Regions from separate parts of the Zea mays genome. Here region 2 is linked to region 1. The links are chromatin contacts, called in public Hi-C maps. All regions are on one chromosome and are shown on one strand. Each heading gives the region's core, a stretch centred on a gene start, on an enhancer-like site or on the middle of the called end of the contact. The rest is flanking DNA. Distances are from core to core; before and after follow the strand shown.

Region 1 (5,824 bases), core at 2,131-4,630:
AAAAGCAATGCTCAACCTTATTCATTATTTGTTGATCAGCCTTACACTGCACATGAACCCCACCGTAAGTGAGCTCATGCACATTATTCCCCACACTTGCTGAGCAATGAACATCTATGAGCTCACCCTTGCAATAAACCCCCACCATAGGTGAAGAGTAGGTACCGTTGGAGGAGCGCTACAACGATGAGATCTAGGTGTCGTCTTCCAGTCAGCTATTGGCGCCGAGGAATAATTATCTTAGTTCGATTTATTTACTATCAGTTATTTTATAAGACATTTTTGTTATGTAATAAAAAATATGACATTCGTTTCTATACACTGAGTCATTGTATGTATTAATCTTGATTGGCACACATATGAGACGCACTCGGGTTTGCTCTTAAATCCGGGTGTGACATTCCTCAACTCCTAGTATTATATCGTGCCCTAACCGCACAAGCAGAGACCTGGCCTTTTCAAGCGTGTGTTGATTTGGGAATATCTAGCGTGTGCCTCCTGTTGTGTTTCACCCAATCAGTAAACCATGGCCTTTTCGAAGGCTGGATGCTAGAATTGTTTGGCCAATTCATCCTCCCAATCATTAAAGGGACATCACTTTGTCTTGGTTGCTATGAATCACTTAACTAAATGGGCTAAGGTTATTCCTTTGAAGAATACGATATATATAAAGAGGCAATTGAGTTTATTACTAAGCATATCATACTTGGATTCAACATCCCTCAAACATTAACTACAAATCAAGGAACATCATTTGTATCCAGAGAGGTATATAATTTTCTCAAATCATATAAGAACAAATTACCCAATTCATCACCATACTATGGTCAAGATAATGGCCAAGCTAAGTATAGTAATAAGACTTTGATCGAGCTTATCAAAAACAAGATTGATGAAAAACAGATCAGGTGGCATGGTTTACAAAGTGGTCATCAAGTTGAAAATGTCCTTATGAAGTGGTCAAAGTAATATTTGAAAAGTGATGTATGATGGAGATGTGAAGATAGTTTCTTAAGAGCAATCAATGGAATATATTTGAAGAAATATTTTCCAAGTGTATGGTAAGAGGCTCAGAGTGCTTTCCAAATAATGGTTGATACTTGTATCATACTGAGATGCTAGATATCCAATAAGTTGTATATCATCGTAATTTAGTGTTTTGTTATTGTCCATCTAAAAAAAGAGGAGCATATGTTGACACTCAAAAGTGTCCCGACATAGAAGTTGACCAAACCGTCTATGCAACCTGTCTAGACCAGGGTCCAGCTAGGATGACCACAAAACCTGGTCAGGCTATCACTAGAGGAAGGCTAGGATGACTTTTTATACCAAGCGGCTACAGTGGTCGACTTCCTCATGAAACCTGATTTAGCCAAATTTTGCTGGTTTTCTGAACCAATTTGTTTTTAAGTCATTTTTAGAGTTGGAAACTTGCCAAACACATTTTGGAGCTATTTTCTACTAGGATAAGCCACATCTATATATGAGAGAGAAATGACTGATTGAGATACCCAATATACAATGAAAAAACAATCTATTACGTATCTTTAAACTTTAATGATATTCTTTATCGTTTGATCCGATGGTCATAGACGATGCTCTAGGTTTGTTAGACGACCTAAAGCAACCCAATGATGTCCTTGGCCTGATAGGATTTCTTTGAGACGAAAGCTTCGACAATTACTTTGCTAGTTATTCGGAAACCAGTCGTTCTTTGTTGCGTAAGCACATTTGATTATCCTTTGGTACTTTACGTATAAGTATATTCGTTTTTCACTATGTAAGTATGATACCTTCACTATGATTTTTAGTATGTGCCAAGTGGCAACCCAAACGATATAGCTCTATCTTATATATGATCTAACGGGATGTCAAGAAAAATCTATTGTAGCTTTGTACTTTTGGTTGCATCTAACATGCATGGATGTCCTATTTATCTCCAGTATCGTAAAGCACGAGCGCACGATACTACTATAGTAGACCTGTTCAAACATCGAATCGGATTAAGATCAAGTCTTGACTTATTTGGCACAGTCTATGTCTAATGTCATGTTGGATTGTCTCATGCCTCTTTGTTAGACGAGTCGAGTCAAGTTGGATCAAGGTTTTTTTGGCTTTGAGTTGAGTTTTTTCAGGTTGAGTCAACTTTTGGGTCAAAAATGGTTCATAATCGTTACGTGAATTATTATGGGTCAAAAACTATGTCCTATATATCGAATTAGTGATTAGATTAACTTTTTTGCAGAGATCGAATCGGGATGGTTAGTTCGGACGGTCGATGTTTAGATAGTGCTCACTACTCAGCAACATTGTTTTATAATATAAATTGTACTATCTATACTTACTCTATTAAGAATCTAATGTGGGCACATATGCTACCACGGCTTCACCCTGCAAAAAATAGTGCAAAGCAAGCAATTGAACCCACACCCCTACTATAGAAATTTGGGACTAACCATCAGACCACACATACCTTAGGGCTCGTTTGGTAGAGCTCCGCTTCATGATTCTCTAGCTCTAAGAACTGATTTTTTAATAGAGTGATTCTGAGTGATTCTCCACGGAAGTGAATCTATTTGACGAAAATTGTTTGACAAATATGATGTGAAGTGATTCCTAAGGGGTTAGAGTGTGGAGCAGGTTGGGAGTGGTGGAAAGCAGGTGTTTTTGGCTCCCACTTTCTAGTATAAAGTAGAGACTAGATTCACTTCACTCCCACCATGAAGTAGTTTAGATTTTTATCGTTTGGCTCAGTAGGAGATTCTCACTGGCAGCGGAACTGTGGGAGCTCTGTCGCTCTTAGAGCATCTCCAAGAGACTCTTCATTTTTTGTTCTCTATTTGACTATCTATTTAAGTTTTTATAAAGATTACACTCTATATATAACATCTTAGTCCAACAGACTATCTATCTAGTTTGGGTAGTCAGGTGGCTAGCCAAATTTAACTAGTGAGAGAGTCAATTTAGAGAGTCAGATAGCTAGTCTGTTGGAGATTTATTTGCTATTGAGTAGCCAAAATTTGGTTTGGCAAGTTATTTAGCTAGTCTCTTGGAGGTGCTTTTACTGTTTAAAAATAAGTAATTATTATATTAAAATAAATATTTTAATATGTATTTATATGATATAACAACCGTAATAAAGCATGCACGCAACTGACTAGTTTATTTATTATAGAGTAAAGTTTAAAATATAGATAGGAATATACGGTGGAACAATAGGAGCCTCCTGGTGCTCGAGTTCTGATCCGAGAGCCATACGCCATCCAGATTCAACGAACGCCGTCGGCCTCCGCTCCGTGCCACGTCCCGTGCACCAGCCATCCCCGTGAGGCCCTCACCTGCAGTGACACGGTCCACCTTGGACCAGGCGCCCCGAGCTGTTCCTCTGCGACAGCAACCTTGCGTGCATAAAGCCAGCCACCAGCCAGGCAGCCGCCATCTCCAGCGGCTTCTTCCAAAGCTCCAACTCCGACGAGAACCGCCACTCCTCGAAATCTCGAAGGATTTTCTGCGGCGAACCCGTACGTTTCCTATCGCTGTTCTCGCTTGTTCGCTGGGGAATCAAACCAAATCACTGTTGGTGTTTCTATCTTGGATATAAGTTCTCATCCCCTTCCCCCCATCCGCCCCTTGGATTTGCAGCTTCGTGACGTGACCCAATGGGAGAGGCCTCGCCGTCGATCGCCAAGGACGTCACCGAGGTGGGTGCCGCCACCCATTTCGTCCCGATTTCCGCCGCCTTCTTTCGTGGGGCAGATTCGGTTATTTTTCGGGTATGGTCCTGTAGAAGCTAAATCTTTTGTGATGCCTAGTTGATCGGGAACACGCCGCTGGTGTACCTCAACAAGGTGACCGATGGGTGCGTCGGCCGCGTCGCCGCCAAGCTCGAGTCCATGGAGCCCTGCTCCAGCGTCAAGGATAGGTAGTGCTTCTGGCTCTGAAGGAGCTCTCCCACTCCCCACCCCTGCTACTGTAGCACGAGGGGTGACGGTCTTTCTTCTTTCTCTGACCGAATGCTCTTTTTTTTCAACTTCAGGGATGTTTTGCTTCTGTAAAAAATCATATTTCTCCTTATTATTTTGAGTGTATATTAACTTCAGGTCGATGTCTCGCTAGAGTATTGCACTAATGATTTTAACCTTTTCCCCTTATCATTTGACTGAAAGTTATGTTCTTCCTTTTACCTTACTTCAGTATCTCGACCTTAAATATTGTATCTGCGTGATGTATTTGTGCAGGATTGGCTACAGCATGATCACGGACGCAGAGGAGAAAGGGCTGATTACTCCAGGCGTGGTGGGTAACTGAACCTTTAGGAGCATATTCTTTGTCGTTCCTGTCCTAGGGAAATAGATTGGGCTCTCGATTTGCCCAATGCCCACTGCCTTATATTATATTCAACTGGAACGCTAATTTTGTATAGCCTAATCCAGAAGCATGAGCTGGCTGCCATTTTCATCCTCAAGCATCACGCTTGCATGAGAAAGTTATCTAATGTGGTTGTCTGGGTCTCCATATCAGGCGGTTGTTTCGGGATTATTAGTTTATTCTGCATTGCTTTGTACCTAGTAGTGTCTTCATGGAGCAGATGCTTCATTTAAAAGTGTTTGCTCTGATCTGTTCAACTGTTAGATAGAGTACAACGGACATCACTAACATAGTGCTTTGAACCTTTGTTTAATGGAGTATATATATTTTAATTTTTAAGTACAAGAAGCAAGCTTGCTTTATATATTTTCTTAGAGGAAGGCAAATCGATTTCTTCCTTCTCCATTTCGGTTGCAATTATAACCTACAGTTGTTGGATAGCTCTTCCCCCATCCTACAGCAGCATACAGCTCCTAGTTCTCGATGAAGAATCCAATTGTTATTATTATCCTGCATCGGAAATGACCTAGCGGCCATTGTGCCTAACCTGGTATTGTTAACTCCCATCTTAGAAAAAAAACATTTTGAATTGTTCTGGCACAAAACAGAAGCCTTTTTGTTTGGCTTGATAGGTGGTGGTAGAATGACCTGCTAGAGTGTCTTATCTAGTTTTGACCATCTATGAGATTAAAAATTATTGTTTTTCTATACATGGTGTAACCAAGTCTCTATAGCAGTTTCAGCAAGGGAGTTAAGTAATAAATTTCAGAATGTTCATATTAGAGAGTAGTACTAATATTTCGTTTTCCATTTCAATTTTGCCAGAGTGTTCTGATTGAACCAACTAGCGGCAACACAGGCATTGGACTGGCCTTTATGGCTGCTGCCAAGGGCTACAAACTTACACTCACAATGCCTGCCTCCATGAGCATGGAGAGGAGGATCATATTGAAGGCTTTTGGTGCTGAACTTGTCCTTACTGACCCACTCTTGGGAATGAAAGGAGCTGTCAAGAAAGCGGAAGAGATACAAGCAAAGACACCCAACTCGTACATTCTTCAACAATTTGAAAATCCAGCTAACCCAAAGGTGCAACATAACATATCATTTGTTTTCAGTCAACTTTCTGTTGGCCATGTTGACGTTTCTTTCTGAATTCTCATGCTGAAATATGTTATGCAGATTCACTATGAGACTACTGGGCCTGAAATCTGGAAAGCTACAGCAGGAAAAATTGATGGCCTTGTATCTGGTATCGGGACAGGAGGTACCATCACCGGTACTGGGCGATACCTCAGAGAGCAAAATCCTAATGTCAAGGTAAGTATGTGTGGCAGTTTTAGCTGACACCTTGATAATTGTTTTTTTTTTTCACGGTACCAAACGAGTTAGATGTTATTTATTTATTTATCTTTATGCAGCTCTATGGTGTGGAGCCAGTGGAGAGTGCTGTTTT
Region 2 (5,824 bases), core at 1,933-4,432, 390 kb before region 1:
AACCTGATTAGAGATCATATTACAGTCACATTATAATTATGGACATGTTAACCTTGAATTTGAAGAGTTAATAAACATAGGTCAAATCTCTACTACTTATTAAGGCTGCAAGAGTAGTCGGCCATTCCGTGTTCTGCCATCATTCCTGTTCTGCCATTCCCGTTCTGCCACCATTCCCATTCCTTGTTCTGTGTTTTCATTCCTATTCTTTGTTCTGTCTTTCTCATTCCCCCCTCCCTGCAAAGCTCATTCCCATTCTCATTTTCCCGTATAACCCACGTCTATCTAAAATTAAAAAAACACATGTCCTCAAGGGGATTTGAACCCGTGACCTCTCAAGCAAAGGCCAAGAGTAGCTACCGCTACACCACATGTGTGTTTATGTCTGCATCTATGACAGGAAACACATCTACTACATCTCTCACCAAGCTCACTTGCTACCCTTGCACAATGCATAGTAGTAAATAAGTATCACCGAGATTCTTGAATTATATTTTTGGATGGAGGTAATATTATTTAAAGAAGAGCTTTACATGCAATTTCTTTTGTTTGAATAATGTTTTATACTTAAATTCCCTTTTTGCATGTGTGACATTTTTTCTTCGTAATATTTTTTCCATGGATCAAACTTGTGAGTCATTTTCATAAACCAACGCCAAGCATGAATCCATGTTTCTTACTTGAAACCCCGAACAAACACCATGAGCAGGAGGCACTTGTGTTGGCATCGCTCATCGATGACGAGAAGAAGCTTGACGACTGTCAGTTCGACCTCTAGAAGCAGTCCTAAGTGGTCGCATGCGCCGCTGTGTACGACAAGCTCCCGCGAAGCAGCCGCTTGGACGCGGTCCAGAGCAGCTGCACCGCGTTGTCCATCGTTAAGCAGGGGACCTCATGGTTGTAGCCAACGTCAACGACTCTCGGGTTGTTCTGGACACCGCATCCAACGACGACGCCATCACGCCGTCCAGCTCATCGTCCACCTGAAGCCTAGCCTGCCACGTAAGTCGCTACTGACCGGACATGAATTCTTGTGCGCTAAGATGATGGACGTTGCTGACGTTATGTGAGTGTCCTCGAACATGATGTATGTAGTGGAGTAGCGTATCCGGTGGTGCAACGGTCAGGGGTACTATCTCGCTGATGATCCCGGGGTGCACTTCGTTTGGCAGCCCAACCAAGAGTCATCGGTACTCTCGTCATGTCGCGCGCGTTCGACGACTACTATATCGAGGATTGTGGCGTCATCTTGGCGTGGGAGCCTGGAGGTGATGTAGAGGAGGATCGACAACAGTGACCAGTTCGTCATCCTCGCCACCGTCAGGGTAGCTTTTGTGTCGGTCTGCCTTTAATTCTCTTCGCAAACACACACACTTACCTTTTTGTTTAAGCAAGAGCGTATGGTGGTGCGTGTCTGAGGACTAACGATGTATGAGGGAATTTCTTCCGGCATGTGTGGAATGTGCTCTCCAATGATGAGACCATACAGATCGTGGCATATATCGAAGTCTGCATGATACTGATGGTTGCAATGTAGTGGTGAAACAACTAGATTAAAATAACAAAATTTATGTATGGCTAGGATCATAAATTGATTATGAAACATTTTCTCATAACAGTATAACACACATTTTGTATATAAGTTATCGTAGTATACTGGTATTATATATTTCCGTCGCAACGCACGGGCACTCAGCTAGTAAATATCTAATTATAAAAATATGGGTTATGGTACAAATGACGTTGTTATTTTGTAGACAATTTCATTACGAAACTAACGCAACTGGATCGATCAAAAGGAGTTAAATGTATTAGTTATGCATTTTTCAAAGGTTTTTAGAAATAATTTTGCATTAAAAATCTTTTTTGAATTAATTTTATCAATAAACAGAATTTGATGGATTGCGACCACCATTTTATAAAGGGGTTTTTAAGCTGGTGCCCTCAGTTCTGCTAGTGTATTCATTTTTACGCTTAGTCATGTTTTTTTGCTTAGTTTTGCCCTTCTAGTGCTATAGAGCAGAAGGGCAAAACCGAGCAAAAAACATGACTAATGGTAAAAATGAGGACACCAGCACAACTGAGGGCACCAGCTTAAAAACCCCTTTTATAAAAGAACAGGGGGTTACTCTGTAAATTACAGAGCCTTGTTGAAAGGGTTTTGACCTGAACTGGACCGCGGGTTGATTTGTAAAAAGTGCAGGGGCTCTATAGCAAAAGTTCATGGCGGCTTTACATGCAGTCGGTCTAAGCCATCCGATCCGAAACAGACGGATCAGATTCGATCACCAAGCGTGTGAATCGATACGCGTCGGTCACTGCAGGATCAAAGATCCACGGCTAGAAAGCCCTCTCTCCCTTAACGGCTCCCACCCTTGGATCCAATGCCCACGACCTATCCAATGGCATCTAGCAACAAGCCGAACCGACACGCCCCCACCCCTTGGATCGAAAATCAACGGCCTATACCTATCCGGTCGAACGATTACGCGAGATACCATCCCCACCGTTCCTAGCTGATCCAACAGCACACACCCTTTCTTCCCCCATCACCAAAGCCAGTGATTGCCATTCACGCCCATGGATTGGCACAACGGGACTCTTACGGTCTTACCCACAGCATCTCGCGGCTATGTGGTGCGACCCCGACGGAGAGCTACGACACATGCCCCCCGGTGAACTCTAATCGAATCCGAAGGGTTCTACTCATGGAATAGGCGAGAGCCAAACGATTAAGGAGGTCCTCACAGCGATTCATGGCGTAGATGTCGCTGACCACACTGAGCCATCGCACGGAGGATGTCCTCGACATCAGTGAGAAATTCCCATGCCTAGCTCAACAACGAAGTTCCCTAACGTTCTCCATAGACTCTCCTCAACTTGGCGAACTTCTGACTGCCATGGCCAAGGTTTGCGAGACGACGCGCGCGTGAGTTGCGCATGGTGGCGGGCGGCGGTCTGGTGAAGCTCTATGTGCTCCCCATTGGCAGCACTGCCATCTCGGCATGGCGCATGGTCACGATGCACGATGGCCAGGGGATTGGGGCGGCTAGGATTTATACTACTGATGAAGAAAATCCAACGGACATCTTGCGGTTGAACGAACGAACTCAACGTGGGGAGGGAGGTGAAAGATCTGACGGCTCGGACCTATGCGTCATCGACCCTAAGCGAGGCAGTGCAGATTGACAGGCGGGCTCCACCCATCAGTGGGTGCCTACGGTGCACTGCTGTGGGGGATGGGCCGTCCACAACAGATTTGGCCCAGGAAGCGCAGGTAAGGGTATTTTTTCCTTTTATTTCTGTGTTCAATTTAAATTTCAATTTTCAAATCACTTTCAAATATGAGTTGGTGTTTCAGCTTCAATCTAAATGCACAACCAATGAAAAGCTCAGGATGCAATGCAAAGTAAGCTATATTTTTACATATTAGTTGTTTTATTCATTTAGCTAACTACATCTCAACATATGATTCATGGAATAATAATTTACTTAAGCAAATAATCGAGGAGTCTTTTATTATTTCTTTTTGGAGTTTTTCTATTTAATACGAGTTTGAAAGTTAAAATATAAATCAAATCTATTTTAGAAAATAAGTTTAAAGGTTACAAAAATCTTTCATAAGAAAATTTTAATCCAAATTCTTTAAAGAACTTTTCTAATCATAAAAATAGGATTTTAGGGTGTAATAAATATTAGGTAAAGAAAAGCGATCAAGGGCACAACTTGCCTTATACTTGCAACACTAGGTACTTCTCCAAAGTTGATCTTCAAATTTCTCGTGACCTCTCTTCTATTCGTAGCAATACATATAAATCAACAAATAATGGGTATAATAACATTTCCCCAAACATGAGAGCAAATAGCGTGAGAATGTTCTACGCGCCACTAAGAGATCGTAGGTTCGAGAACCATTAAAATCAGAGTTAAAACGAAGAATTTATGGATAAAACGATATTTTAGGCACAATAAATCTAATAGATGAGATCTAATAGATACTGTATTTAAACTAAGCAGGTATTAAATTAAAATATTTGAGTTGGTATTAATCATTAACAATTATTTATAAAATACGTAGGTTATAATTATAAATTAGATTAACTAGATTATCTAGCTAGTTAATATTAATTAGTTAAACAAAACATGTGGCATAATTAAAATAATATTATTACTACGTACACAAAAATTAATATGAACCTAACACAACTTGAACAGATTAAAACAAATTATTTGACCTATAAGTTATCATATTTTTAATAAATTAGTAGGGCTGCATAGAAATATTTTACATGACGATGGGAAAGGTTTGTTTACAAAGGCATGACCTAGCTGTTGCCAACTTATCATGAATGTAGCTACTATTAAATTCATGCTGCATGACAGTCTTGCATGTAAAAGGTCCTATGGTGGTGGTTATCTATTAGGCAAGAAGCGTCAATTCTATTTGGTGGAAAAGACCTCTAATCTATCACTAACTTACCATCCAATCAAGCCCTTCAATCTTGTGTTGCTGCTGGTCATCTCTGTTTTTGACGAGGAAACGGAGATCTAATTGACGAACCGGAAGCACGGTGACAAAGCTCACACCGAGCTGGTCATGGCGATGTTCTAGGGAATATGAACAGACAGAGAGAAATTCCTCGCTGGAGTTCTCGCTAGAGTTTGGGCGGGAGTCAAACTTCGGCGAGTTGATCATGGAGGCTTATGGCTGCGAGCTTAATTGACGGCGGGCTGCTGTGGCTTGGATGGCGGCGGCGCTGCTGCGAGGCTATATGTAATATCCCAAAACAATTGTTGCCAAAGGTTGATCTTCGGTGCGTGGATGTGGGAAAAGGATTGTGGGCCGTTGGATGCTAAGTCAGAGTCATCTGTGGCGTCGCTTCTTTTCTCCCGCAAAGAAACCCTAGTGGTGGCCTTTTCCCCCTTTTGCCCCTACTTGCCCGCCACCCCTTCCCCCCCTCCCACACTTGGCCGCCCCTCCCCCCTTTCCCCTTGGTCTGGCCGTCCTCTCCTCTCATGGAAGCCCCTCTCCACGGCTTCCTCCTCCCTCTAGATCTCCCCGCGCAGCAAGGATCGAGAAGAGGAGGAGCACATTGAATTGAAGGGGAAGAGAGGATCAAGGAGATGTTCTTGCTCATCTATTCTTGTAGAATTTCTTGGAAACCCTAGGTATGGATGAGATCCTTGTTCCTCCCTGTAATTATGTGCTTTTGGAGGTTGTGGATCATGGGAATTAAAGTATTAGAGGTTGGATTAGATGTGGGGTTAAGTTTTGATCTCGAATTTAGTTTTCTGCAGAATGACAGATTCGACAGTTTCTGTTCATGTCTGTTTTCTGTGGTCTTAGTTGCCTCAAAAAAATAAAAAGTATATATATGAGTCGTAGATAATTTGTAGATCTTTCCGTGGCCGTGAAGAACACATCAATCGGACATCCGATTAGAGAGTTATTGCAGTTTGATTATAGTAGTTTTTCAGTCTCTTAATTCTGTGCAGAATCTGTTCTCTTAAGATTTAGGCAATTTTATCAACAGAATTAAACCTTGGGTTTGTATGAAAAAATGTAGATAATTTCATAAGCTTTCCATATTGTTAAAGATTGCATTCATATGAATTATGAAACTCCAGTTATATTTGTTTTACTGTGGCTGTTCCTGTTTGCCTGACAAAAATGAGCGGGTCTGTTCACCGGTAGGTTTCATCAGGTAAATGGCCAAATTGGCTCTCCCAGATATGGCAAATTTTGTAGAGGGATAAAAGTTCTTACTTCCAGCAGAATTTCATGATTTTTGGTTGAGTAGTTTGTGAGATATCGAATTTTGAA

The links. A called contact is a pair of places that touch in the nucleus more often than the background predicts.
Region 2: a contact with region 1 is called in a Hi-C map of tassel, with 4 times the contacts expected there. The contact joins the enhancer-like site here to the promoter of LOC542438 in region 1. A contact is called at or near these places in 3 of 25 Hi-C or Micro-C datasets (ear, leaf and tassel).

The regions. Positions count from the first base shown.
Region 1 is chr1:181,121,496-181,127,319 of Zm-B73-REFERENCE-NAM-5.0, reverse strand. It overlaps LOC542438 (cysteine synthase 2), which reads left to right and starts at 3,380. Exons shown (of 11, transcript NM_001111999.2): 1 at 3,380-3,521; 2 at 3,643-3,701; 3 at 3,813-3,922; 4 at 4,239-4,296; 5 at 5,194-5,457; 6 at 5,551-5,688; 7 at 5,790-5,824. The coding sequence starts at 3,660.
Region 2 is chr1:181,513,664-181,519,487 of Zm-B73-REFERENCE-NAM-5.0, reverse strand. No RefSeq gene overlaps it. Among protein-coding and RNA genes, the nearest start is that of LOC103640634, 21 kb to the right of the region's middle. Within about 2 kb of position 3,182, at least 17 of the 20 cell types and tissues checked have an H3K27ac peak or open chromatin away from gene starts, as enhancers often do. A contact at or near this core is called in ear, leaf and tassel, where this site is marked.